Linked DNA regions of Gossypium hirsutum: region 1 is linked to region 2. The links are chromatin contacts, called in public Hi-C maps. All regions are on one chromosome and are shown on one strand. The core of a region is the stretch at or near the end of the contact, and the rest is flanking DNA. Distances in the headings are between cores, read along the strand shown. Region 1 has its middle 16 kb from the start of LOC107957415. Region 2 holds the start of LOC107957416.

Region 1 (6,108 bases), core at 2,795-5,294, 41 kb before region 2:
TTGTTTTGTTCAAAACAAGGTAATATTTCGTGTTTGGAAATTTCGAGAGATATATTGTGCCTTACGTGTTGGGTTTCGATTTATCGTTTGACCAAACAACCAAATATCTTTTTTAAAATTTCAAAACATGAGTTTCGGAAATTATGAGATGATTTTGGTATCGAATGTTTGAAATATCGTGTCCTACGTGTTGGATGTGATATTTTATTTCTTCGAAACAAGAGAATCTTAATCGTTTCATAGTATTACATTTTTATTCAAGATTTTTTTAAACAAGACAATATTTCGTGTTCGGAAATTTCGAGAAATTGTGCCCTACATGCTGGGTATCGATTATCGTTTGACCGAACAACCGAATATCCTTTTTAACTTTTGAATGCATAAATTCTGGGAATTATGAGATGATTTTGATATCAAAGGTTTGAAATGTTGTGTCCTACGTGCTGGATGTGATGTTTTATTTCTTCGAAATAAGAGAATCTCAATATTCACTTCAAGTTATCTAAACATGCATAAAAAATGGATCGTATTTAAAAATTTGTTTTAAAATTATTATTTTTTAACTTTCAACATTAGGACTTTAATTAATCGATTAGGTACCAATTTTGGGCGTGACGAGGGTGCTAACCCTTCCTCGCACGTAACCGACCCCCGAACTCGTTTTCTCAACTTTTGTAGGCCAAAATCGTTGTTTTGGTAAACTAAAATGTTTTATTAAAATGACCAAACTTCTTGGTGATCCGATCACACCTAAACAAAAAAAGATTGGTGGCGACTCCCAATTTTCGTTTTCTTTATAAAATATGAAGTCGATCCCCGTTTTTTCAAAAAAAAATGGTTTTGACAGTAAGCAAATCTCGAAATCAATGTCTATATATTTGAGAGACTTGCCTAAGTAAATATACCGAATGTTTGACACTTAATGTGTTCTTGAGAGAATACTTTTATAAGAGTGTTATTTTTAAAGTAAAATATGTTGTTGTGATTACAAGGGGTATTAATAGTGGTGAGAGTAATGTATCTTCCAAGTGTAATGGTGAAAGAAACAATCACAGTATGTGTGATTGAGTAGATTTACCTTGTAATTATTGAAGAGAGTGTATACACCTCACTGAGCTAGGCTCTGCGAACATAAAAAAATCGAACTGCGTAATTATCTTCTTGTGTTTTGTATATTTTTTTTCTATTTTCTCATTAACTACTTGAAAAAATGTCTACCAACTCAGACACCAATTTTTAATAACATCTTTTTTTTCCTAGCATTAATTATTTCAACCAAAACCTTACTTTGTATTATCTAAAAAATATTTTTTACCAAATTTTTTTTTGTTCACACACAACCAGTTGTGCCATAAAACTAGTAATAGTTAAGCCTATTAAATTCAGTATCCAGATTCTTTTTCAATACAATCCGCTAATAAATCTACCAAGTATTATACTAATTTAGTTCTGATTTCGATTTTTTTAAAAAAAAAAGCTCAACTTAGTTTTTAAATATTTATATTCTCTTCACTAAATCTTGTGTTAAAATTTATCTTTAATTCCATCATTTACTCATTAGTTAAAAGGAACACATTGGGTTATGATAAAAATGAAAGAATATGTCCCCTAATTAACTTTTTTTTTGTCACTTCATATGTTGAGTATATCCTATGCACAAAAACACATTCTATAAACAAATTCGCATATGCCTAACTAAGCTATACTGTCTGCGATCACGTTTTGTATCTGGATTTTCATAAATCCTGCGACAACTTATGCTGGGCCAAATCAAGTTCTGGGTAAGATATTTTAAACTTTTTTTTAAAAAAAATTAAATGTTATAATTTAATAATTTAATGATTTTAAATGAAAGTTTTCAAATAATTTAATAATTAATTTATAATTTTTTTAATATAGAATTAACAAAATATAAATTTATTAATAATTAAATATCTGGTTTCCTAATAATTATATAGTTTTTATCATAGGAAAAATTGTCAAAAGCAAGGCTCAGAAGCTCAGAGGCGCAGCCATTTCAGATGCTATGATGGTATTGGAGCCCAGATATTTAATCATCCACTTACCATAGTTAAAGCTTCTTTTCTCTTATGCATCAAAGGTTGGAAAAAATTAAATCAAAGTTACGTTAATGTGTTGAAATTTTATTTAATACCAATTATTTACAAAGAAATTTTATATGATGATAAATTATAAGATACTTAAAATATATATTATAATTTATAACATGTTAAAAATATATAAACATATCAAATTTATAGAATTCAACTATCTTTTAATTGAATGGATTCTTTTAGGAAATATAACATAATTAGGGTTTAGGGTTAAAAGGTAAATAATATTAACTTAATAAAGTAGGGATCAATTTTTTAAAAATCTTATAACCATTAAATTTAATGGGTTGGTATTGTTGTTTTTTAATATTAACTTTTGTTTGCAATTTTTATGATTTTTTAATAAATTTCCATTTTTAAAAAGGTTTAATTGTTGCTGTTTTTTTAATTTGTCACTTAAGCCTTTTTGGCCCTTTAACATTATTAATTTCAAAATTTTCTAATTTACTTCCAATAAGAAAATAGGGGTCAAATTGAATAAATATGTAAAAGTTAAGGACTAAATTTATTATTATACATTATATATAAAGACCAAATTTTAATGGAGTGGTAGTTTTGCTCACTCGTCGAGCTAGCAAATGGACAGGTTTGGGTGGGCTTGGAATGGGCCCTTTTGGACTGCATTTTTTCGGATTTGAGATCGAATTTTCTCAGGCTCAAATCTATTACGGGCTTAGGCCCTTTCAAATTTAGATTTTTTTTCAGATTTGAGCTCGGACCAAGCCAACAGGCTCTAATTGCTTCAAATAATTTTAAATTATATAAGTTATAAATATTTTAATTTTAATGTAATAATTCATTTTATTTTTATGTGATGACAATACAATTTAAATTTGTTTTATAAAAAGTATAAATTATATATATTTAATAAAGTTCTTTTATATAAAATAATTAAAGTGCTTATTGTATGTAAAATTTATAATTCTATGATATTATATAAATTAACGAAAATATATTTTATTGCTCATTATTATATTATATTGACAATTAAATTACTATTTATCTTTTTTATTAAATTTACAAACCTAATACTCATATTCTAAAATATTTATTCCAAAACTCAAATATATAATACTAAACCCAAACCCAAATAATATACTCATTATTATCTAAACTCAAAATAAATAAATTTTAGTCCAAATTTCAAGTCTAAAATTAAAAAAAAAATTAAATCAGAGACTCAAATACAATTTGTAAAAGTTAAAGCCCAATTTAAAATCTAATTTAATAAAAATAATATTTTATTAAGATATTATTTTTTTAATAATATTTTATGTATAACTAATTATAATTATAAATATGTACATTAATATACTAAATTACACATAATTATTGATACTATATCTTTTATTATAATCTATAATATACACTATAACAGAATGTGCATATGGCGGCAAAGGCTAGCGGAGTTTGCAGGTGAAAACGTCGCCCCGCTTGACCATTCGAGACGTACATTGTAAGAAACGCCACTGTCTTTTCTCACACCGTGGGAAAATATTAGCGCCATAGGTTTTGCGGCGGTTGAACTCCGGAATGCCTCTGTAGCTCCACAAATAGTGGCGAATTTAAGCGGACGCCGCTATACGTATCAGAAATGAGTGGTGATAGCTTGGAAGCACCACAATTTCTTTAGAAATTAGTGGCGATAGCATGGAAACATCGCGAATCTTTAAAATAAATATTTTTTAAATTTTATTTATTAAAATTATATATTAGTTTAATTTTTTTATTTATTAAAAGAACATATCGTGGCGTTTTGTCTCTAATCGCTTAGTAGCATATTCGCGGTGGTAATTAAATGACGCCGTGAAATACTCTTGAAGATAAAAGTTTTCTAATTGATTTTTTATTTATTAAAAGCAGGTAACATACTGCGGAGTTCTGACTTTAGCGCTGCAAATTAAGAGCATTCTAACGGCGTTTCGCGATATCGTGTCATACAACGGTATTCTGATTTCTGAACCAAACGTTGCGATTGTTCCCTACTTTTACCCGACCTTCTTTTCTTCTTTGCCCAAAACACCAAATCAAAAAAATTTACAATCCCTAGCCACTCGCCGTCGACGGTCAAAGCCATCACTACTCGTCGCTTGCCGCTGGGTTCCTCCTACCCACCCATTCTCAGCTTCGTTTGTCTGTTTTTCCCAGTCATTCTCAAAAAATGCCGCAATTGTTGCAATAATAATAATAATAATAATAATAATAGAGTGATATACAATACATTAATTATTATTGTATATTATTATTTATTATTATACCAGTTGGAATATATTCTAAATTTTTATATTTTTTGTATTTTTAAAAGTTAGCTTCTTGCTATATTATATCATATAGTATTCAATATATTAATAGTTTATATATATGCATAAATAATTAAACATTATAATATCGTTGAATATTATATCTTCTATTATAATTTATATTATAATACTAGTTATATATTTATTAATATTTTTGTGATAATTATATATTATATAATTATTTTATGTATTAATAATATACTAATTTAGTATATCAGTTTAAGGTCAAATCAAGTAATGAGTTTCGGTTTCAGTAATAGTTATAGTATATTATTCTATTTTTATTAAAATTTTATTTTATAGATTTTAATAACTATTAATAATATATATTTATTATACATATATATACTTATAGTATTAAAATATTTTATATTAAATTAATGTTTTTAAAAATTTATTACTTTATAATTTAACATAAGAAATTATTATTAATTACTCTTCCTATTAATAAAATTTTCATATAAATGAAATGCTTATAATACATTTTCAAAAAATAAAAAATTATCTTTTATTTTTATTTTAAGTAATATCATAAAATTATATTAATTATTAATGTCTATTACAGATGTTCAATTACAAGCTTGGATCTATTACAAGCTCGAGCTTTCTTGGGCTCAAGTTTTGTCGATCTTGGACTTTCTTGGGCTTGTATCTGTTTTGGGCTCGAGCTTTCTCAAATTCGGATCATTAGGACTTGAATTTTTTAATAGAGGAACTAAAATGTAATCTAAGATATAATACATGAGATTTTATGATAATTTTACCATTTATAAATTATAATTATTCATGATAATAATTATATCACCCACCATAATTAATATACTAATAAATAGATCTTAGAGTAAATATAATAATGATAATTTGAAAGTATAACATCCACTTTTTTTACTGTTAAAAAAATAGAGAGATTTTGTTTTTAATTAGGCTTTTAACTTTTATTTTGGAAAAAAAAAGGACAAAACTTATTGAAATAAAAAAAAAAGTATATTGGTCCAAAATTTAAGATTACACTTTTTATCTAAGAGAACCTAAAATGGGTAGTTTTGGGATTATTTCCTATATTTCGACATTGACATTATTTTGAGCATGTGAGATTACAACATAGTTGGAATGATAAGAATCCAAACAATGTATGCTTATTCCAAAATGTGAGATTATGATATATAACGTCATATTTGGTTAACCGAACACACCTTAATTGCATGCACAACAAAAAGATAAATCTAAATCTAAATTCGAAATAAATAATTTAGATAAGATTATTCGTTGAGAATTTAAGTGCATTAAATATAAGAATTTAATATATACTTTTTTTCTCTTTTTTCTCCAAGTCATTTGCTTCTTATCTTTTGTTTTGCCCAGCGGTGGTGCCAACCTCCGGGTTGGCTATCACCCGTCTTTTTCTCCCTTCCACCAACCTGTTTCTTTCTTTCTTTTTCTCATTCACTCCACGTCTTCTCTCTTTTCAGTTTGTAGATCTATTTTGTAGGAATCTTTGTTGTCTTCACAAGTTGTGGTGGACAAATAATGGCGCCTTTCGTTTGCTAAAACTTCACCGGCCACCAGTAATTTTTCTTAGAAAGTGAGTGGCTCTTCGCCAGCTTCTTAATATGTTTTTATTTTGAGAGTATTTCAGAATAATAAATGATTTCACAAGTCAATTTAGACCTGTGTTGCTTTTAAGTTTTATATGT
Region 2 (6,033 bases), core at 601-3,100:
CTTTCAAAAGTTTTCATTTTAGACACCTGATTTTTTTTTTACAATTTAAACACCTATATTACATAGTTTGATTATTTTAATCACTCCCGTTAAAATTGTAAAAAAATCTAACCTGAAATTATTTCTAAAATTTTGATTTTCCACTTCATTTAAATAAATAAATAACTTCCATTTATTGTATTTCATTATTTATGATAAACTGGTGAATTATTGTTTCATTGAAGAAGATTGGTCAGTTTTAGGTAGAAAAAGAAAAGTTCAAAATGTGTAAAAGAACCCAAAGATGTTCTTATACAATGAAAAGGAATAGAGAAGCTCATATTTGGATCTGAAACAAGCTTTGTGAACACATGTTTTTTAGTCATTTTTTAAACCAAAAATAAAAAAACAAACACTAGCTTTTTAAATTTTCCGATTTAGTCACTAAACTATTCGAAAACAATTTTTTTGGTTTTTTACAAAACATTAACAACCATTTAAAATTTGACGAAAGTGCTAATGTGGAGTTTTTTTTATTGGTCTTGTAATAGCCAATTTTGGCCCAAACCAATAAAACCAAAATAAACCCACCAAATAATTAAAAAGTCCATTTTTTTAGTCCATTTACAATATGTGTGGCCCAACATTTTAAAACCCATTTCAGATCCAAAATTAAAACCAAGCCCACTACCCAAATTTTAGCCCAAATCAGCCCAAACAAACTAAACCCTAGCCCTTTGCAAAGAAGAGAAAACAGCAGCAGCCCTAGCCCTCCAGGCATGCTGCTGCCGAACTCTTGGCCTCCCTTCGGCCACCACGCCCTGACCATCGCCTTTTCCACGCGTCGTATGACACCTGCAACAGAATCAAGATACAACAGCAAAAATGCACGCGATTGACAAAGAAATAAAGAGCAAAAGAACAAAAATCATAAAACCAACAGTTGGTAGATTGGCTTTAAAAGCCAAGATCTTTTCTTTGTAATCGGTTACAGACACTTACAAAACAAGATTAATCAAAAAGAAATAGAAATTCTTCGAAGGTGATTTTATTGCTTGCGTTTCAGTTTCTAATCTTTGTATTTTACTTTGTTTTGTTTTTTTTTCTTTTCATTTCTTTTTACATATGAAATAATAATACAAAGATAACAATTGTAAAGACGTACCTCCGATTCACTGTTTGGGGGTGCTCCGGCGTTCCCTCGCCGATTTGAAGGTCGTTGAACCCCTGGGGGTTCAGCCAATGGCCGTGGAAGGGAACAACGAACCAAAAAGGGGGTTTTCCCTTTTCTCTTCCGTCGCGATGGGCTATGAAGGCTCCGCCTTCGAACCAGTTCGGAAGAGGACCAAAAGGGCCCGTTTCACTCAACACCGACTGCCGTTCGAGGCATGGGCGAGGAGACGCCCCCGATGAGCCCATGGTCGGCCATGGGGGAGGCTAAGAGGAAAATGGGAGGGAGAGAAAGCAAGAAGCTCTCTGTTTTTTTTAAATGAAGTCTGAAAAATGAAAAAAAAAAAGGTTTTTTGGTTTAAATAATATTGATGAAACGGCATAGTTTCATTAACCCCCCCAGGCCTTAAAACGATGCCTTTTAGGGGGAACCCGCGGCCCGACCCGATTGGAAGAGAGACCCGCGTGTTTTTGAGGCCGAAATGGCTATTTGCGGTTATGATCCCTCCTTCTTTCCTACGCCATTTGATTTAGTCCCGCTTTGCATTTTTATTTTTTAAAATCTTGCCCTATTATTTTCTTTCATTTCTGATTTGATCCCTGGCCTGGACAAGTGAAACGCAGCGCATTAGACTTGGAACACTCCCTCATTTGGTCCTCTCGAATCTAAGCGTGTTTTGATTTAGTCCCCAGTGGCCTTCTTTTTTTATTTGCAATCGCTACCCTGAATTTTGGTCCATTTTCAATCACGTCCTAAATCCCTTTATTTCTTTTGTTATTTATCTGTTTTAAAATGTCTTATTATGTGCTGTTTCAAATATTCTGCATGCGGTTTGTTATTAGATTATTTATGTACATGCTTTATTTTAACTTGTTTTAATATTGATTATTTAAAATTGTATTATTATCCATTTTAAATTGTTTTTTTATATACATTGAGTGTACTAAGCTATTTTGTTATATTATACGTTTTTGATACTTTTCACATATCATTTATATAGTTTATTTCCAATTGTTTTTATACATATTATTAAAAAAAATGATGGTTTTGTATATTTCTATTATTATTATTATTATTATTATTATTTTCTTTAAGCTCCCTCTTATTTCAAGTTTTTTTATCTCTATGTATATATATATATTTTTTAAATTGACCTATATATATTGTTTATTTTAAAATTGTTTTCATACCTTATTTCGAAACCTATTTATTTATTTAAAAATGTTTTGTTATTATAATTTACTTTAATTTTTTTATATACATTGTTTCATACTTTCGTATGTATATATATATATATTATCTATTTTAAAATTACTCATGTGAATTCCTTTTTTAAAAAAAATTTGCTTTGTATAATATAGATTTTAAAATTCTTTTACATTATTTATTTTAAACTCGCTTCATGTATTATTCATTTTAAATTGTTTTATTATTTACTTTAAATTTTTTTATATATTATCAATTTCAAATTGTTATATCTATTTTTTTATTATATATATACTAGTCATTTCTTTGATGTCTTGTATATTAACTATTTTAAAATTTCTTTTACATGTACTCTATTTTTAAATTATTTTGAACATTGTTGATATTAAATTTCTTTTTCACATTATTTATTTTAAATTCATTTGTTATCATTTTAAAATTTATTTTACACTTTGTTTATTTTAATTTGCTTTATAACCTTTTAAATCGTTATATATTATTTAATTCATTGGTCTTTGATTATTAATGTTAGTATATAAATGATGCGTATCGTGAGATTATTGCCATTGCATGTACTATGATTCGTTTATTTGTACTTTCATATTATTGTCATTCGCTTGTGTAATATCTTTATTCATGTATCATCGTTCCATGTCGCACTATACTCTTATTTCATATCATCGCCTCATGAATTAAGCCTCGCTACATTTATCTAATAAATCGTTTTAACCTAAACGAATAATGCACGTTATTTAAATATCGTATTCGCTACTATTCAAAAACAAAAATTTCAAAATAAGGCAATGTTTTGCATTTTGGAGCGTCGAGGAATTGTGCCCTAACTTACGGGGTTTCGGTTTTCTCGATTGATTCTAAATAGCCAAATACCCTTTTGAGTTTTAAAATACACAGAATTCCAATTAAAATTAAAGACAACCTTGCGCTCGGGAAGTTCATGGTATTGTGTCCTAACTTACGGGATGTGATACTCCGATATCTCGAAACAAGGAAATGTTTAACAATTGTTTTGAGCTAATCCAAAAATTTTAAAATCGATGCTAATAAAAAGGGATCGTATTTTAAATCTATTCTTGATTTTCAACTTTCGACATTAAGACACTAACTAATCAATTCGGTACCAATCTTTGGGCGTGACGAGGGTGCTAATCCTTCCTCGCACGTAACCGACTCCCGAACCCATTCTCTCGAGATTCGTAGACAAAAAAACCCCGTTTTAATAAACTAAAATGTTTTATTAAAACAAAGGTGATCCGATCACACCTAATAAAGATCGGTGGCGACTCCCGTTTTAATTTTCATTTTTAAACAAGGTCGATTCCCATTTTCAAAAAAAAAATGGTTTCGACAGGTCTAATGCTAAATTTAGCTTCTAATGTTTACATATTCTATTAATTTAATCTTAAATATAAAAAAAATTCAACAAATTTAGTCCTCATCCTTTACAAAATGACAGTTTTTTATTTTTAAAATTTTTGTAACCTTTATTTCTCCATTGTGCTCACCTATATCAACTTACACTCCTAATAGTATGTCATCAATTAAAAAATTTTACATGTTGTCACATCCAATAACTCTCATCAGATCCGCCACCAACCTCGCCTCCTTCATCCTCTTCTTCGTTAACATGTTCATAATTAAATGAAAGGTGGCAGGGTTCAACCTACTGTTTCCCATCATAGTTTGAACTACATGCAACGACTCCTCGATCCTTTTGACCTTGCAAAGACGTGCGATGAGCAAATCGAACTTGTGTTTGCGCATGAGTCCTTTGTCTAAACAATATAAGGTTTGGATCAAAGGGTCGAAGATCAAGAGAAAGGATTTTGTATTAGTGATGAAGCTAAAGGTTTTGATGGTGTTGAAGCAGCCATCTTTCACATGCTTATTGAGGAGGCAGCCTATTGTCATCATATATCCATTTCGGTCGACTTTGTGAACTTGTCTGTGGTAGTCAGTTAATGTGGGCTTGTCAGGTCGAATGAGTTGGGATAGAGGAGAAAAGCCTAAAGAAGAAGCAAAGAATAGATCAGGGATTAGGGTATTGGTTGTTAAGTTTTTAGAGAAGCGACATGTTATTACTGATGAAGGTTGGAGAAATAGAGATTTGGTATTGGAGTTTTTTAACTTTACAAAAATTATAAAAATTAAAATTGGTCATTTTGTAAATTTTTAGGGCCAAATTTATTGAACTTTTTAGAATTTGAACTAAAATTTAAATTTTGTAAACATTGAGGGCTAAATTAGTTGAATTTTTTCTATTTAGGATTAAATTGATAGAATGTATAAACGTTAGAGGGCTAAATTTGTTATTAGACAAAAAGTCATGTCAACACTTCCGTCAAATTGCAAACTCGATTAAAAATTTAATTTCGAATAATTTAGTGACTAAATTAAAAAAAATTAGAAGTTCAGTGACCAGAATAAAACACGAGCAATACTTAAGCGACCATTTCTGTACTTTACCAAAAAAACAGGTTTCTTTTTACAAATGTCCAATTCAAATTTTAATTTACAATTTTATCCTTTATATTTGATTTCCAACTTTCCCTCCCATAATCGAAAGAGGAAGTACGGAATTTGTTTACGTTTTCTCGACGCAGAAACCAGCGTCGTTTCAGGTAACTCGATTTCTTGAATTTTCCCCTCAATTTTGTTGGATTATTTTTAAAAGTAAAAATAAATTTATTGAACCTTTTTTTTCAAGCATTATTGCTTTCTCCCCCGATTGCTGATTTCATCGATTCTTTCTTTCAAGTTTTCTAATTTAAATATTGGAAGATTTGGATGGGGAATCGTATGTTTTCGTGAATAAGATCGAGGAAGGAACCCTAATTCTAGAATGTAATTTATCTGCATATAATAAAACTGATTACTGATTAAAAAGAAAATTACATTTTACCTTTCGGTTTTATAAATTGGTAGTGAGATTAGGATCTCTTTAATCAGTTTATTTGGCTGCTTGAGAAATGATGGAAAAGTGAAATGCAATTTACTATTAATGCTGCTGTTAACTTTGATTTCTTTGAGTTGGTTTAGAGGTTAAGAATTTTGTTTTCTGTGAATTTCATTTTAGCATTAGGTCTAGGAAAATTGGTTGTGAGATTTGAATATCTTAATTAGTTTATTTAGATGTTTGAGAAATGCTGGAAAGGTGAAATTTAACTTGCTAGTAGTACACCTGTTTAGTTTGATATTCTCTGAGTTGGTTTAGATATTAGGATTTTTTTGTTTTTCATTTGCAAATGAAGCATTTGGTCTTACTTACAGTCTGTGTGTGAATGTTGGATATGGGTATTAGTGACATGATAAAGTTCGATTTTTCTAAGTTTTTTGGAGGACACCTGGAAGGTTATCAACATCTATGTTTGGAAATGGATACCTCAATAAAAATGAAAAGTTTGAGTAACACAAGATTGGGTTTTTTAATTGTCTATTATGTTTGAATTTTAGGTAATGAACTGAAAGGGAAGTCTATGGAAAACGGATCCTTTATCTGTAATGCACCAAGGAAGGGGCTCAGTGACATAACCAACTTGCAGCATCAGCATAAAGTGTTGACCCAAGATGCAAAGCTGCTGCTGCAACCTGATTCACTCTGGAGTAAAGATTACATCAACAAGCTCCAACAGGTATACTTTCAAACTGCAAGTAACTCA

The links. Hi-C and Micro-C count contacts between places; a contact is called where the count stands out from the background.
Region 1: a Hi-C map of leaf shows a contact between it and region 2, with 1.8 times the contacts expected there. The contact joins the enhancer-like site here to the promoter of LOC107957416 in region 2. A contact is called at or near these places in 5 of 34 Hi-C or Micro-C datasets (cotyledon, hypocotyl and leaf).

The regions. Positions count from the first base shown.
Region 1 is chrA05:37,647,592-37,653,699 of Gossypium_hirsutum_v2.1, reverse strand. No RefSeq gene overlaps it. Among protein-coding and RNA genes, the nearest start is that of LOC107957415, 16 kb to the right of the region's middle. Within about 2 kb of position 4,044, at least 6 of the 9 cell types and tissues checked have an H3K27ac peak or open chromatin away from gene starts, as enhancers often do. A contact at or near this core is called in cotyledon and leaf, where this site is marked.
Region 2 is chrA05:37,604,374-37,610,406 of Gossypium_hirsutum_v2.1, reverse strand. LOC107957416 reads right to left here and starts at 1,850. Exons shown (of 2, transcript XM_016892934.2): 1 at 1,145-1,850; 2 at 483-834. The coding sequence starts at 1,398. The coding sequence ends at 702. It overlaps LOC107957417 (SHUGOSHIN 2), which reads left to right and starts at 4,868. Exons shown (of 10, transcript XM_016892935.2): 1 at 4,868-4,995; 2 at 5,828-6,006. The coding sequence starts at 5,851.